Regions from separate parts of the Rattus norvegicus genome. Here region 2 is linked to region 1. The links are chromatin contacts, called in public Hi-C maps. All regions are on one chromosome and are shown on one strand. The core of a region is the stretch at or near the end of the contact, and the rest is flanking DNA. Distances in the headings are between cores, read along the strand shown.

Region 1 (7,081 bases), core at 1,304-3,803:
TTATTTACCAAGGAGGTCCATCAAATAAACACAGAGCTGTTAAGTGTTGTGTGTAATGAATTCCAACCATAAATATTTGATCACCCCTACTGTCTTGGTATTCATTGAGCTATTAACTTTCCACTAAATAGGCTTGTGCCAGTTCACACATAGCCACTAGTCTTCAGGAATGATTGTATTGCTGCTCAAGCTAGACCCTGGGCCATGGCCACCTGTGCTTTGCAGAAGTAAAATTGGTTAGGACAATTTGCTACTTAGGTCTTATTATAGTCCAAACATTTGTATCTTCTCTAAACCCAGGGGCAGAAACCTAACTGCCCTGAGATAGCATTAGGAGGCAGGCATGGAAGGTGACTGAATCAGGAGGTGCAGAGTCCTCAGAATGAATCAGAGACTCTTTCCCTTTTCATTATGATACTCTCAGAGGTCATCGTAAGTGAATCAGGAAACAGCCTTCATGGGGCATGGAATCTAGCATCTTGACCTTGGACTTCTGTGTGAGAAATGAATTCATTGTTTAATCAACTACCAGGTTTTAAAAATTTGTTTATTTACTTTAAGTAGCCTGAACAGACTAACAGCAGCTAGCAAAAACTGGTAATACCCTGGTTTATGAGAGTACCTAGGAACGAAGGACTTCAGATTTAAGAGCAGAAAGAGCACTAAACAAAATTAGGGAACCAGGTTATACAGTTTTGCTGCACTCCAAAGTCAATGCTTGCCCATTGTTTCCTGTTCAGGTGCTTCAAAGTCAATGCTTGCCTATTGTTTCCCGTTCCTGTAAAACTGTCACAGATTACCTCAGGCGCTAGAGCTCCTCCCTTAGAGTCCCCCTGGTTTATTTACTGGATATTTCACAGAAACCCCCTACTAATGCTTTGTAATCTATTCTACATAATGATAATAAAAATCATAAATGATACTATGGCTGTGCTTCCAGAGGAGAGTCCCTTTTCTTTTAGCCTAAAGGCCCAAACTGAGCGACTGCAACAGAACAAACCAGAGAGACAGAGAAACAGACTGAGAGAGGAGATGGGGGAGTGCTTTTCCCAGAGAGGGTAATGCCTGTTGACATCTTCTCCACCCTGGTATAGAAGAGTCCAGATCAACTCTCTTTGCTGTGAGAAATGCCATTTGAGGATGCTCGTGTGGGTAATGTTCTTGCCTGCTGACTCACCAGTCATGGTGGGCTGTCAAAACCTGGAGCACACTACAACCTTGGGCTTTTGGGGGCAGGGGAAAGTGAGTGAGGCTGCTTGTGCTGTGCTGTGCAGTGCTCGTTCCTGATGGCTGGAACTGTGCCAAACCCACAGCTCAGGAAGGAACAATAAATACTTCCTCATGACAGGATAACCAGAAATGGGGTGAGGGCCATGCTGGGCCTGGAGAGAAGCATTTTCCCTATCTTTGTTCTAGAGGGGACTGGCACCCACACAGCAAGAGGATGTGCTTGTACAAAAGAGACCTGTTTACTTTTGTACCTGGGTCATTGTAGGTAGGTGTACTGGGAAAAATAAGACAAAAGATAGTTTTTTTACTATAATCTGGAAAGACAGGGCACAATTTCCATCAGACGTGGTTGTCCTCAGAGGAACTGTCACCTGGGATGATTGTTCTCTGCCATGTGTACTGTGTCTTTCTCTTGTAAACACAGCCCACTCTATATGAGTCAACAGGCCACACATGTCTGGGGGAGTGCGGGGATGAGGAGAAGGCCTGGTTCTACCTCAGAATCTTCTTCTCACTAGCAGGCCTGCCTGGGACTTGGCCAGTGAAATGACATCTTCATGGTAAACCTATCGTCAAATCCACAGTTCTAACCCCTAGAAAAGCAGCCATACCTTATCTAAAGAGGTCGGCTTGCTCACTACAAATACCTCTGAGGTATCCCAATTTTAAAAAACTGTCTGCCTAGCTCTAAGGCTGTCTTACACTCCCTAGTAAACACTCACCCAGGGACTTCTCTCCCCTGGGAACACCTACTGAAGGGGAAACCAGTTAAAATGCCAACTTCTCTTGCCTACTCCATCTCTACTAGGACCAACCAGCCCTGCACTCACCAAAGCTGGAGACCCCTTTGCATTTATTTGATGGCCTCCTCAATTTCTGGTCCATAGGCTGTTCTAAGACAGCTCTCTGTTCACATACTGTAAGCTTCCCACTCCCTTTCCTTTCGAATTTGGATCATACAATATTCCTCTGCATTCTTTTTAAAATTGCTGTTTTGAAGATTCTCAGTCATCTGTAATAATTCCTCAGCCTCATTACTGAGCCTGTTATGTCACCAAATGGGACAGGCTCAGCAGAAGCTATGTTTATTGAAATAAACCATAAACAATTTAGATTTATGGGCATGCTTCCCTTAGCACCCAAGGAAATAGGTGTTGTTATTAATCAATTGCCTTTGTTTAACTGATAAGAAAACATGGGCTTTGAGAAATTTAGCATTTGTCCCAGGTCACCCAGATGGGAAATGACAGAGCTGGGCTCAGACATAAGAAGTTAACTACTATACCATGTTATTTCCCAACCATTCAGCAAACTTGGCCACAGCGTCAGGGAAATAGTGGCAATGGCCAAGAACTTGGATGTTTGTACAACCCTCGTGAGAGGGACGCCTATGTGGATGACATCCAGGTATTGTCTACCCCACATTAGGAAGAATAATTTCACAGCTTCCTTGGTAACATGGTTTGTGGTTTAATCATTAGCTGCAACTGTTTTAGCAGAGCTTTCTCAGTACACCACTGTGGGAAGGCAAAAGAGATAATGGCTGGGCCACCCGGCCTTTGCAGACTTTAAGACAGCTGTAGTATTACCTCTTTTGGTTTTCTCTTTCCTAACTCAACACTAAGGGGTTTTACTTAGATGTCCACTGTCTTTTTCCCATTTAAAAACTTCAAGTTGCTTTGTGTATCAGTGCATCTGGGCATGGACTCTCGAATTTCCACACCATCATTTCCTTGTACCAAAGCCGTGGGGAACATGCATCTGGGTTTACTGTCACAACTTCTAACTGTGAAGTCCTGATGACAGCTTGTCTGCTGGCTTCCTCAGACAGACTTGGTTAATTCTCCTTCAAGGAACTCTACCTAGGTTTCAGAATCAGCAGTGCACTAAGACCCTGTTGTGATAGAGTCACTGAGATACTTAAATAGTTCTGTGTAAAGGGAATCACAGAGGAAAGAAAGGTAGAGGAAGCATCTGCTGGGAGCCAGTCTCCTGGAGTGCTTTCTTATGAGCCCAGGAGAAGCATCTTCTGGCCCCGGGAATGTTTTCTTGGTTGCCCATTCTTATTTCCTCAACAGAAGTAGAGTATTCTATTGAGGCTAATTGAATTGTTCTCCCTTGAAGATCAACTAAAAACTATCTGCAGGTCCAGATCATGAGCCTGACAGGCCAATATGTCACCAGTAGAAATGGTTCCAAGAAACTTAAATTCAGCTAGAAACTAACTACTCTTTGATCTGAAGTATAAGCACAGTAATACATCTTCCTTATCAGCTGACCAGTAGACCTCCTCTTTCCTTTGGTTTATGACTGCCTTAGATAGGAGCTGCCAGTAAATAGTACTTTTCCCTTCTGAAAGGCAGTTCTCAGCAAAAGTATGAAAATGCATGCTGAGTATCCAGTCACATGAGAAGTACCGTTCTTTGAGTTCTAGGAGATAATCTCGCTGCCATTTTTGCTCAAAATTAGAGATCCAGAGTAGAGGTTTTGAATCGACACCCTGCCAGTATCAGAGGGGAAACTAGCCTTGAGACCAGGGCTTGCTTTATGTCTGGTGAAGAGATAACAACTTGTGACATACAATGACAGACACTTAGAATGAGAAAGGGATAGAGTGGAAAGGACACCTGTGAAGCCTCAAGTCCAATAGAAGTCTTCCAATTGTGGTCAATGACAGGGATGTATCGTCAGGGGTGATCTCACTTCTCCCTCTTTCTGTGACCTCAACATGAATCCTGATATTTAGGACAGTAATTAAAGATTTTCTTTGTTATCTTAAATACCTAAAAGTCAGAAGGTCAGAGAAAGAGATGAAGCCATTAGAAAGAAGATGGTGACCACAAAAAAACGGGTACAAGGAGAGAAACCACAAGGTTCTAGTTACTAGAAAACTGCTCACCAAAAGGAACAACAGCCAAAAAGGCTCCTCGAGTTCCTCACCCACCATAGGAACAGTTTCTTGATATTATGACCTCTGATAATCCAACATGGAGACCCTGCTCTCTGCTGGCTCACCTTGTGTGCAGTTTCTGCAAACTGCTGGGCACTGTTCTTCATGTCTTCTGTCTTCTCCTCTGCTCGGCCTAACCGTTCCCCTCGCTCATTCAAGGCCTGGCTTGCCTTCTGTACCGCACTGGTCACACTATCCGCTGCTGAATGGAGGATGCTGTTTCCTGGAAGGATTGCAAATGCATCAAGAGCTAGCGCGGTCCCCACAAAGGCAGATCCCCACACTGAGGAAAGGCGCAAGGCAAATTGTACTGGAAAACAAGTTTCCATTCTTTGAGGTGACTCATTCATTTATAGGAAGAAAACCCAAAGATCTGCCACAGGGCCATGGCAAATCCTGCCAGCTTCTTTCCACTCCACCACCATTCCGTATGCTTGAGGAGGCTCTGAAAGATGGAGCCCACTGGGATTTAAGACTTAAAGGCATAGGTAAATGGGAACCCTGACAAGTTCACAAAATTAGGAAGGTACATTGACATATATTTGTATTTTATGAACATTTTACTATTGTATTACATATATTTAACTTTTCTTTCCCTCATACTGTGTGTGTGTGTGTGTGTGAGAGAGGGGAGGGGGAGGGAGGAGAGAGTGGGGAGGGGGAGGGAGGAAGGAATGGGGAGGGGGAGGGAGGAGAGGAGGAGAAGAGGGAGAGGAGGAGAGGAGAGGAGAAGAGAGGAGAGAGGAGAGGAGAGAAGAGAGGAGAGGAGTGGAGAAGAGAGGAGAGGAGAGAAGTTTAAGTCAGTGGACAGTGTCTGGAAGTTGGTCCTATCCTCCCACCACATAAGCACCAGCAACTGAACTTGGTAACTTGGCACATGCCTTACCTGCTGAGCCACCTCACTAATTTATTTATTTATTTATTTATTTATTTATTTATTTATTTATTTATTTATTTATTTATTTATTTTTTAAGACAAGTGTCTCACTCTAGTCTAGGTGAGCCTGGGATTCCATTTTTCAGCCTCTGTCCCTAGAGTGGGAATTCCAGGCATGAATTCCATGCTCTATATAACCTGTGTTCCCTGCAGCCCATCAGTCTGGGGAACTGAACCCAGGGCTAGGCAAACCCTCTACCACTGGCTGTATGCTCAGATCTTCAGTTTGTTTTCATCTTTAGAATGATTCAATAATCCCCAGAAAATTGGGGACATAGGGGTTTTCTAGATATAATACTCTACTTCCCTACCCTTTAGCTGACCCCTTTATCTAGCAATTATGCCATACTCCCCACTGCATGGCTAAGAGTTATGATTGAATAATGAGCTTTTAAATTCAAAAGTGATGCAATGGCCCCCATCCTCTGATCCTCGTTATGGCTTGGATACTCATGTTTCCATGTGTGAGTTCCAGAATATTAAAAGCAAGGTCACAGCACTGCTAGCAGATAGCAGGTAGGAAACCATCACAGAAACTTGCCTCTGAGGAAATTAAGCATTTTCCAACTCTAGAGTGATACCAAAGAAAGTAGAAGTCAGCCAGATCTCCAAAGGTCATGCATCCTTGCTACTCTACTCGCCAAGACAGGCAGCATGACTTGGTAAATAGCTTGTGGCACATTAGCCACTGAGGACAAGCACACTGCCCAATGACAACCTCGGGAAAATTTATAGCTGTATTTTGTTTACATTGAATAGCATTTTACATAATTTTTTATGTCTTTCAATAAGTTGCTGACATCATTTTACTTTGTACGTGGGATGGATACTTCAAACCACAGATAGCTTTTTATAGCAATGTAATTTCCACTAGTATCAGCTACAAAAGCTTGCTAATTTATCCTTTGTGGGAACATTCTGGAGTTTGTGGAAAAGAATCTCAGGTGAGAAGTGCCTGGTCCAGAGGCAGCACTGAAGAAATCACCTTCTATTTTTCAAGGGCCAAATAAACTCTAGAAAAAAAGTGATTAGGGCTAAGTAATGACACCACTCGTAGCTAGCACCACATAGCTATGTGCCCATATACAGAGGCACAATGACATCCAGGTACATAGACACAGTGAGCACAGACTTGACGTGATTGCACCCTAGAAAAATCTGCTTGGGCACAAAGGAAATTCTGGGACGTCAGAACAATTTCTACAGAAGAAATCTTGGTCTTACATTGCTTTCATACTGTATTAGTAACTCTGATAACATTCCATTATCATAGCTAACAACACAGGACTTTGCAAGCAGAAAAGCATTAAAAAACATTGCTTCATTTCCTGTCCAAAATTCTGAGGAAGCAGATTGGAAGCAGAAAAGCTTGTATGCTGTCATCACACTGGGAAATGACAGGGTTACCATTGAACCTTGGTCTGCGGATGATTCCATCCTTTCTCCCAGACACGATGCAGCACTCGCTATGACAGGATTGTGGGCAGACTAGCATATGCGTGTAGGTTTGGGCTGGATATTTTCCAGGGTAATTCCAGACTGCTTCTGCCTTCGAAGCATTCTTCTTGTTAAAATAAGATTTACTGTCCATGCTACATGTCAATCCAGGTGACACAAAGAAAGAAGAGAGCGGCAGGATAGACCGGGAAGATGTGTGAGAGGCTGATGTCTCTCTGACCAGTGCTTCCTTATACACACTACAGTTGAGCATCAAGAGGTCTGAGAAAAGATGAGGCAGGAATCTGCAAGTGTATGATGACTGTCAACTTGACAAGTTTACAGTCACCTAGGGGACATAGCTCTGGGAATGCCAGTGAGAACATCTCCAAAGAAGTTTAACTAGGAAAGACGACTTAGCCTGAAAGTGGATGGTACCATCCCCCAGGGTAAGGCCTGGACTCAATGAAGAGGGAGTAACAAGACAAACCACGTGTGTCACAGCAGCAGAATTAGACAGATGTTGT
Region 2 (7,081 bases), core at 2,833-5,332, 230 kb after region 1:
ACACTTGAGTTTTTGAATAGGCTCCTGATTTACTGATAAGTTTCCCCCACTGTTAATCATTTTAATGCTAAAACAAAGCACAAATGGAAAGCTAAGATAACGCTCTCCTGTGTGAGCCCGGATGCCATTTAGCATAGCAACATAAGAAGTAGTGAAAGTGCTGACTGACCTCATATGTCCAGATTTGGGTGCTCGTTATATAAACATTATTCTTCCTCAGGAGCCCTCATGTCTCAGGCAGGCTCCTAGTGCCTCTCTCATGCAAAGTAGTTAAAATGCAAGACCATAATCCAGGTCATATCATGTCATAGTAAGATCTCTCTGCACAGGTCAATCAGTAGTGTGGGCAACAAGGAAAAGATTGGTTGACTCTAAACAATGCTAAATGCTAATTCACCCTGGGCACCCTGCTGATAATGTGTAGTTGCCGCTGAATGCTATAGGTCACTGCCAAGGCCATCCCCCAGAATGCATAAAAGACTTTGGCTAAGTCTGATCACCATGGGTCAACTGGAGTCACATATCCAAAAGGCCAAAGTAACGTGTCTATTCAAAGAAAACATTTCTTAAAGAAAAAAAAATCAAAAAAACAAAAAAACAAAACAAAAAAACATTCTTCTTAAATGTGCTTTCAGACCTGCTGTCCCATAACCACACAGTTTCAGCCTTCAAGTCTGTGTGCAAACTTTCCACAAACGTTCAAGAGCCTCAAACAGGAAACAGAATACTTGTTGGACTTTGTACGGTTTGTTTTAGTTGTATTAGCTTGTGTTATTCTGTTGTGATAAATATCATAACCGAAAGCAACTTGCAGAAGAAAGAGTTACTTGGTTTACAAGTCCTGATCACTGTTCATCACTGAAAGAAGTCAAGGCAGGAACTCAAGCAGGATACACGGAGGCACACTGCTCACTGGCTTCTCACCATGGCTTGCTCAACTTGTTTAAAGGAGCCAGGACCACCTACACAGGGTGCCACCAGCCACAGTGGGCTGTGCCCTCCCACATCAAGCATAAGCAAGAGAATGTCCCACAGATTTGCCTAGAGGACAATAGAAGTAACTCCTTCCGTCTGTCTTCTCAGGTAACTTTAGTTCGTGTCAAGTCAGCATCCAGCACACCTGTCTGAGGACCACAATCTCTCTCTACTAAAGCATGATCACCACGTCTCCCAAGTCTCTACAGACTGGAGACTAAGTACAGACAGTAAGAAAGAACAATCTTGGGGCTGGGGATTTAGCTCAGTGGTAGAGTGCTTGCCTAGGAAGCGCAAGGCCCTGGGTTCAGTCCCCAGCTCCGAAAAAAAGAACCAAAAAAAAAAAAAAAGAAAGAAAGAAAGAAAGAACAATCGTATCTCTTTGTAAAATTATTCATTTGAAAATTGACTAGAATCATTAAAACCAGGCAATGCTGGTGCACGGCTTAGAGTTCAAAGTGCTTCAAGCAGCTCCCAAATCTTCCTGAAAGAAACTCTGTCTCCACTTCTAAGAACTAATCTGGAGCAGCCCTTATCTCTCTTTCTCCTCCTATACAAATTAGTGGTTCCATATAGGGATGGCCTGGAGAGCAGCCTTAGCTCCATCTGAAACGAGTTAGCAATACAAACTGCCTTACCTCTGCTCTAAACCTAGAGAATCAGAGACTGGGAGTGGACGCCAACAACTCATGCGTTAGCAAGAACCAATGCTCATATTTGGAAATCTCTGCTCTAGGCTCAGGGTGTATTTCTGGGGAAGCTCGGGAGCTTCATTAAATCCTTGTTAACTGGGTGGCATGTAATCTCTCCTGTCCTTGCCATTTAAGATGGTTTTTAATCTCACAGACTGATTTCACCATTGAGGAGTTGAGTCCTTAGTTCAAGGTCACTATGAAAAGCGAAGTCAGAGCTCCAGCCCAGACTTGCTGATTTCTTCATCATCGGAGGATCACAAAAGAAGCCTTGCTGACACAGACAGTTCTGCGGCCCGGGAATGTGAACCGGTGCTAGGGCAGGTCCCGAGGTCTCCTCCATTATACCACACTGCCTCCCTCAGACAGAAAAGAGGGATTTCCCACCCATAAAATCAAGAGAAGCTCTGCAGGTGTGAGTAAATGGCTGCTTCCACAGATCTCAGCAACTGAACCCTGTAGGGAAGATTGCACAGTCACGGGAGACTTGGTTGTTTGTTAGAATCGAGAAAAAACAGGTTTTAAAACTGGGCACAGTGCACAGAGACAAAGCCTAAGGCCTAGATGCTGCTTCGTGTTTTCTTAGCTCTCTTCACTTCTGTAATGTCACTTACGTCTCACAACAGAAACGGAGATAGGGTGGCCATCATCTCCCACTTGTTAGAAGAACAAAACGACACAAACAAAAGCTGAAGTTATATGTGGCAAGTAAGTTGTCCATCAGGGAAAACATGAGCTCATGTCTGTCTGACTCTCGAACCTGTGTAGTATAACCACACCGTGGAATCCCTACATCTGAAAACCTCCCCCAGATGTACAATCCCCAAGAGAAAAACTGGGCAGAAATGGTGACGTCCTAAAATACTAGCACTTAGTCAGAGTGAGTTCTCCTTGTTCTCCTTTAAAAACTTCGCACACATACCCAACAACCGAGGTATTTGGCCAAGAGATGAAAGAAAGGGGGGGGGGGGGAGGAAGAAGAAAGAAAAAGGAGTGAGAAGTGTATTTCTAGCCTGCATAATTATTCTGGACTTCTTCCCATAGCAGCCTCCTAGGCAAGGCAAACAACCACTCAGCCTGGGCTGAAACTCCTCCACACACCTCAACCCTTTCCCTCCACCTTCCCCTACACCACACCTTGTTAGGACAGTGCTAACCCAGTGTAGGTACAACCCTAAAACTCAAAACAAGAAGGGGGAGGGAGAGACGTGGAACCAGGAGGAACCTGGACATCCTCCACATCCTTGCAATATGCATACTGCCAGTCTCAGGGCCTTGGAGTCTCCCAGAAGACCTTAGGAGACGATGAAATGAAGAAAACATTCCTCTGCCCTGTTCCTTCCCACAAAGTCCGGGTTTAAGAATGATAGAAACAGGAGAGGGTTGTTACGAAGTCCAAGGCAAACAAACTCACATGCATTCCTCCTAAAGAACCGTGCGCCATTCTAAACTCTCTAACTGACCTTTGAGTCCTGGGGTCTGTGATAATGTAAACCTGGGGAAAGTCAGAAAGACAACGCAAGCCATCCATCTACTCTGGCCTCTCTGACTCGCCATATGGATGAGCTGGATTCTGGCGCGCTCTTAAAGAGAATTTGGAGCCCCAAGGGAGGCCCTGGTCGAGCCCCTGACCACTTCTTAGGTCAAGGGAAGGGGCAAAAGCTATGGGGACCGGAAGGTAACCCCCGTAAGAAGTACCGGCCTCAGTTTGGGCAGCAATGATCTTCCTAGAAGATGCCAGCATTCACAGATGGGGTGATTCGTTGATTTCAGCGGAGAGAGCTCTGGCTAGGGGCGCTGCGACCCACTGAATTCTCCAGGAGGCATCCTTTGGGGGGTGCCGTTCTGCCGAGCTGGCAGTGTGGACCTAAAGGCTCCACCACCAACTTTCTCACCGGATTCTGACCTGCTAGGTTCTGGCCAACGTTGCTCCCACTCCTGGTCCCGGGTTGTGGGGAGAATCAGCGACCCAGATCCCTCTTCGCGCGCACAAAGCAGCTGTGCCGGGTGTACGCCCGCTCCCCTGCCGCCCTCCAACTTGCCCGCGCGACTCTCTGCGCGCCTACCCTCTCCGCAAGCCCCGCGGCGCGCATCCCAGCCGGCAGCCGCGGTAGCTGCAACTGTACCCCGGGTGGCCTGGCCTCCCCACGCCAGGAACCTACCGTGCAGCCTGGCTCGTGCTCGGGCGGTGCCTAGTGCGCGGCACGCGTCCCAACCGAAGACAGTGCTCCCCCGCGGCTGCCCCGCGTGGAGATCGGGGCTGCAGACTAAAGCTGGCTCGACTCGGCTGCTGGCTGGTCGCGGCTCGCCGCTCCCGCGCGGGCTCCTGCTGCTCTGCGCGAGGAGGGAGGGGTCGGGGAAACTCCTGGCAACTCCAACTCCGGGCGCCAGAGCTCCAGCTGCAGCCTCGCGCTGGCCCGCTGCTGCCGAGTGCGAGCTAGCAAAACCAATCTGCCCCCGCCGCTGCCTGTGAGCATGCCCAGTGCTGCTGCGAGCGAGCCACGGCGACCTGGCCCGGGGCAAAGATCGGTAGCCCAGGGCTCGGGGCCCCGCCGCAGGCCGGGAGCCCAAGGGATAAGTGAGGTTGAGCTCGTAGGGCACGGGTTAACAAACACAAGGCAGTGAGAGTCCCATGGGTCGTGGGAAGTTTGTGGACTGGAAAGGTAGGCTGCTTCTGGGAGCTTTTGCAAGCAAGTGTTCAGAAAGACAACGTGCTACGGGAATGTGGGCCCAGCAGGTAGGGTTTTATTCAGTCGCAAAAATTCAGGTGACAAAATCCAAGAGCTAATGGGGCCTGGCAAGCCCAGTTAATGAGTGAAGCGGGAAGGAGGAAGGAAGCTTGTGAAAGCTTCGCAGGCTGAGCAGCTGCCCTGCTCTAAGCGCCCACAACTATCGTGAAAATCAAACCTGGTTTTACTGGATTTTATTTTATAAATAAATACGTGGCTAACACATAGCTTTTTTCGTGCAAAATATCCCGCTTATTGAATCTTGCCATGGGGAAAACAAAAACAAAGAAAGGAAGAAAAACAAACAAACAAACTAGAGTCTACACCAAAAACCTACTGCTGGGTCCAGTGGCTGCTCAGCCAATCTTAACCAAGGAGTTTTGTGGAGAGGTGCTGAGTGCCTGCCCACGTTGGCTTAAGGGGGTGCTGGAAAGGATCCAAGATGATTCAGACTGCCTTCAAAGTGCAAGGGGAAATAGGTTTTCCTGACAGAAGTGAGCTAGTGATAAACGCTGGAGCATTCAGAGTTAACTAATGCGGAAAGTGGCTTTGAGAACAAACTTTGAGGACACTTCAGAAGTATGAGCACCTGAGCAGGAGGTCACTGCAAGGTAAACATGTCTCAGTCCAACTGTTAGAGTTCCTCAAAGACATATTACGTTTGAAACAAAAGGAAAACCCCATAATACCTGTCCTGCCTTTATTTAATTTTTTTATATTTTTATTATCTATTTGTGCATTAATTTCTTTCCATTTCCTACTGCATTAAAACTTTCCTTTGATTATCGAGTTCTTTGGCCAACCCTTCTATTTCGTGTCCTACCTCATTCTGGCCTGACCCTCCTAGGCTGAAGAAAAAGCTGCAAGATTTCGTACATTAAGAGAATCAGAGCAAGGTGGGATCTGAGGTCCTAATTGCTAGTCTACGATGTCTGCCCTTTATTTGGTAGAATCTGATGAAACCAGCTGAGAAGCTGGAGGGAAAAAAACCAAAAGTAACCTCTTCTGTGAAGACATGTTGAGCGGTGGTTAGGAAAGTAGTTCAGAGGGGAAGAAAGGGTTTCTCATGATATGATCACTGCTTTATGAAAAGCAGAGGCATTTAGCTGATAAGACTGTCCGCGGTCTGCTTATCTCTGGAAAGACGAATGATTGGGTTATCTTTTTACCAAAAAATAATAATCAGGTTCTTTGTCACTCCCAGCCATTCCTGCATCAGTTAAGGTGAGCAACTGGCTTCTCTTCACAGCTGCATTTTCCTCAGTTTGGAATTAGAAGACAGTTCTCATTATGAGAGGTTTAGGAGAAGTGATGTGTGATTATGGGTTTTTTAAAAGTGAGAGTTTATGCAATAAGAAAGCACTGTCTTTCTCACCTATCAAACTAGACTTGACATGCATCACGAAGGTTGTCTCAGGTAGCAACCTTCACCCATTTGAGAAGCTTTTTCAATATTGGAATATTGTTAATAAAACATCGGAATACGGGGGTTGGGGATTTAGCTCAGTGGTAAAGCGCTTGCCTAGCAAGCACAAGGCCCTGGGTTCGGTCCCCAGCTCAAAGAAAAAAAAAAATCAGGATACTTTTTTTTTTTTTTTTACTATTTTAACCATTTTGTTAATAAGATCCTCTGGTATTAGTTTCTATTGTCGACTTCACTCTTCTTTCTCACCCATCAGTATTGAAGGTCTATACAAGATGGCTACCCTCTGTACAAAGAAGTGCCCTCTAATGAACAGTTTGTTAGTGTCTGCTTCAGAACAGACTACCCTTTATCTATTAGAAGTATTTTAAATACACAGAACTCTCAAAGAGGAAAAAATGCTTGAGTGTTTATGCAGAAGGTTTCCAGAAGTTTTGATAATGAGGAAGTACCTAGAGCAGGACCTATCACATAACAGGTAGTTACAAATATTAGCAAAATAAATAAAAGTTCCCATCATCAAAATCTTCCGGGCCCATTTTGTACCTCCCCTAGTTCCTAAGAATTGTTGTTTTAAAAATCATAATAATAATGTCATCAAGAACAGGATGTAAACATTTATATAGGGAGGGGCTTACAAGAAAAAATATTTTGCTAGTGTTTTTATATTGTATATGTGTGTGTTCCTCCACATTAGAGATTCAATTAACTCCCTCATGTTTTTGTCTCTCTGCTTCAATATTAAAATAATCACATTTTAAAGTTTATATGAGTAAACAACAATGGCGATTTTTTTTAAAAAACACAGAGCAAAAGAGATTCTAACAGAGTGAAGCCTGTTCCCACCCCGTAAAAAGCTAGTATTGTTTGTTTCTTGCATGTAGTTACAGAAATGACCCGTGTGTGTGACAGCAAGCCCAGAACTTATTTTTGTCTTTAAAGTTTAATCTTGAAATGATAGAAATGAAAAAGACACAGTATTTCATCAAGCTGCTGAGTTAAATACCTTTAACGTATTATTTGTGAGAAAGAAGAAAACATAAAGTGATATTTCCCTCTTCCTTTGTGGCATAAGTAATCTCATGGTTACAAGGACACGACCTTTCTGTGAGTATTAAATTATATAAAACAATAGAGTGCCCTAGAACTCACTGTGAAGCCTTAGCCTAAAACTCTTGTGGATTTAGATGCCTTAGGTTGTCTAAGGCAATGGAAGGAAATGCTATCTAAATAACAAATGGATTTGAGCCCAGTGGCTGGAG

Evidence for each region. A called contact is a pair of places that touch in the nucleus more often than the background predicts.
Region 2: a Hi-C map of psoas muscle shows a contact between it and region 1, with 2.8 times the contacts expected there. The contact joins the promoter of Stxbp6 here to the enhancer-like site in region 1. A contact is called at or near these places in 11 of 12 Hi-C or Micro-C datasets (the A7r5 cell line, the Rat2 cell line, Schwann cells and 7 more) and 1 of 1 datasets of contacts at active chromatin or transcription factors (oligodendrocytes).

What each region holds. Positions count from the first base shown.
Region 1 is chr6:67,652,083-67,659,163 of GRCr8, forward strand. It overlaps Stxbp6 (syntaxin binding protein 6), which reads right to left. Exons shown (of 6, transcript NM_001191872.1): 5 at 4,246-4,403. Among named protein-coding and RNA genes, the nearest start is that of Stxbp6, 230 kb to the right of the region's middle. Within about 2 kb of position 2,554, at least 13 of the 93 cell types and tissues checked have an H3K27ac peak or open chromatin away from gene starts, as enhancers often do. A contact at or near this core is called in the A7r5 cell line, where this site is marked.
Region 2 is chr6:67,880,256-67,887,336 of GRCr8, forward strand. It overlaps Stxbp6 (syntaxin binding protein 6), which reads right to left and starts at 4,083. Exons shown (of 6, transcript NM_001191872.1): 1 at 3,830-4,083.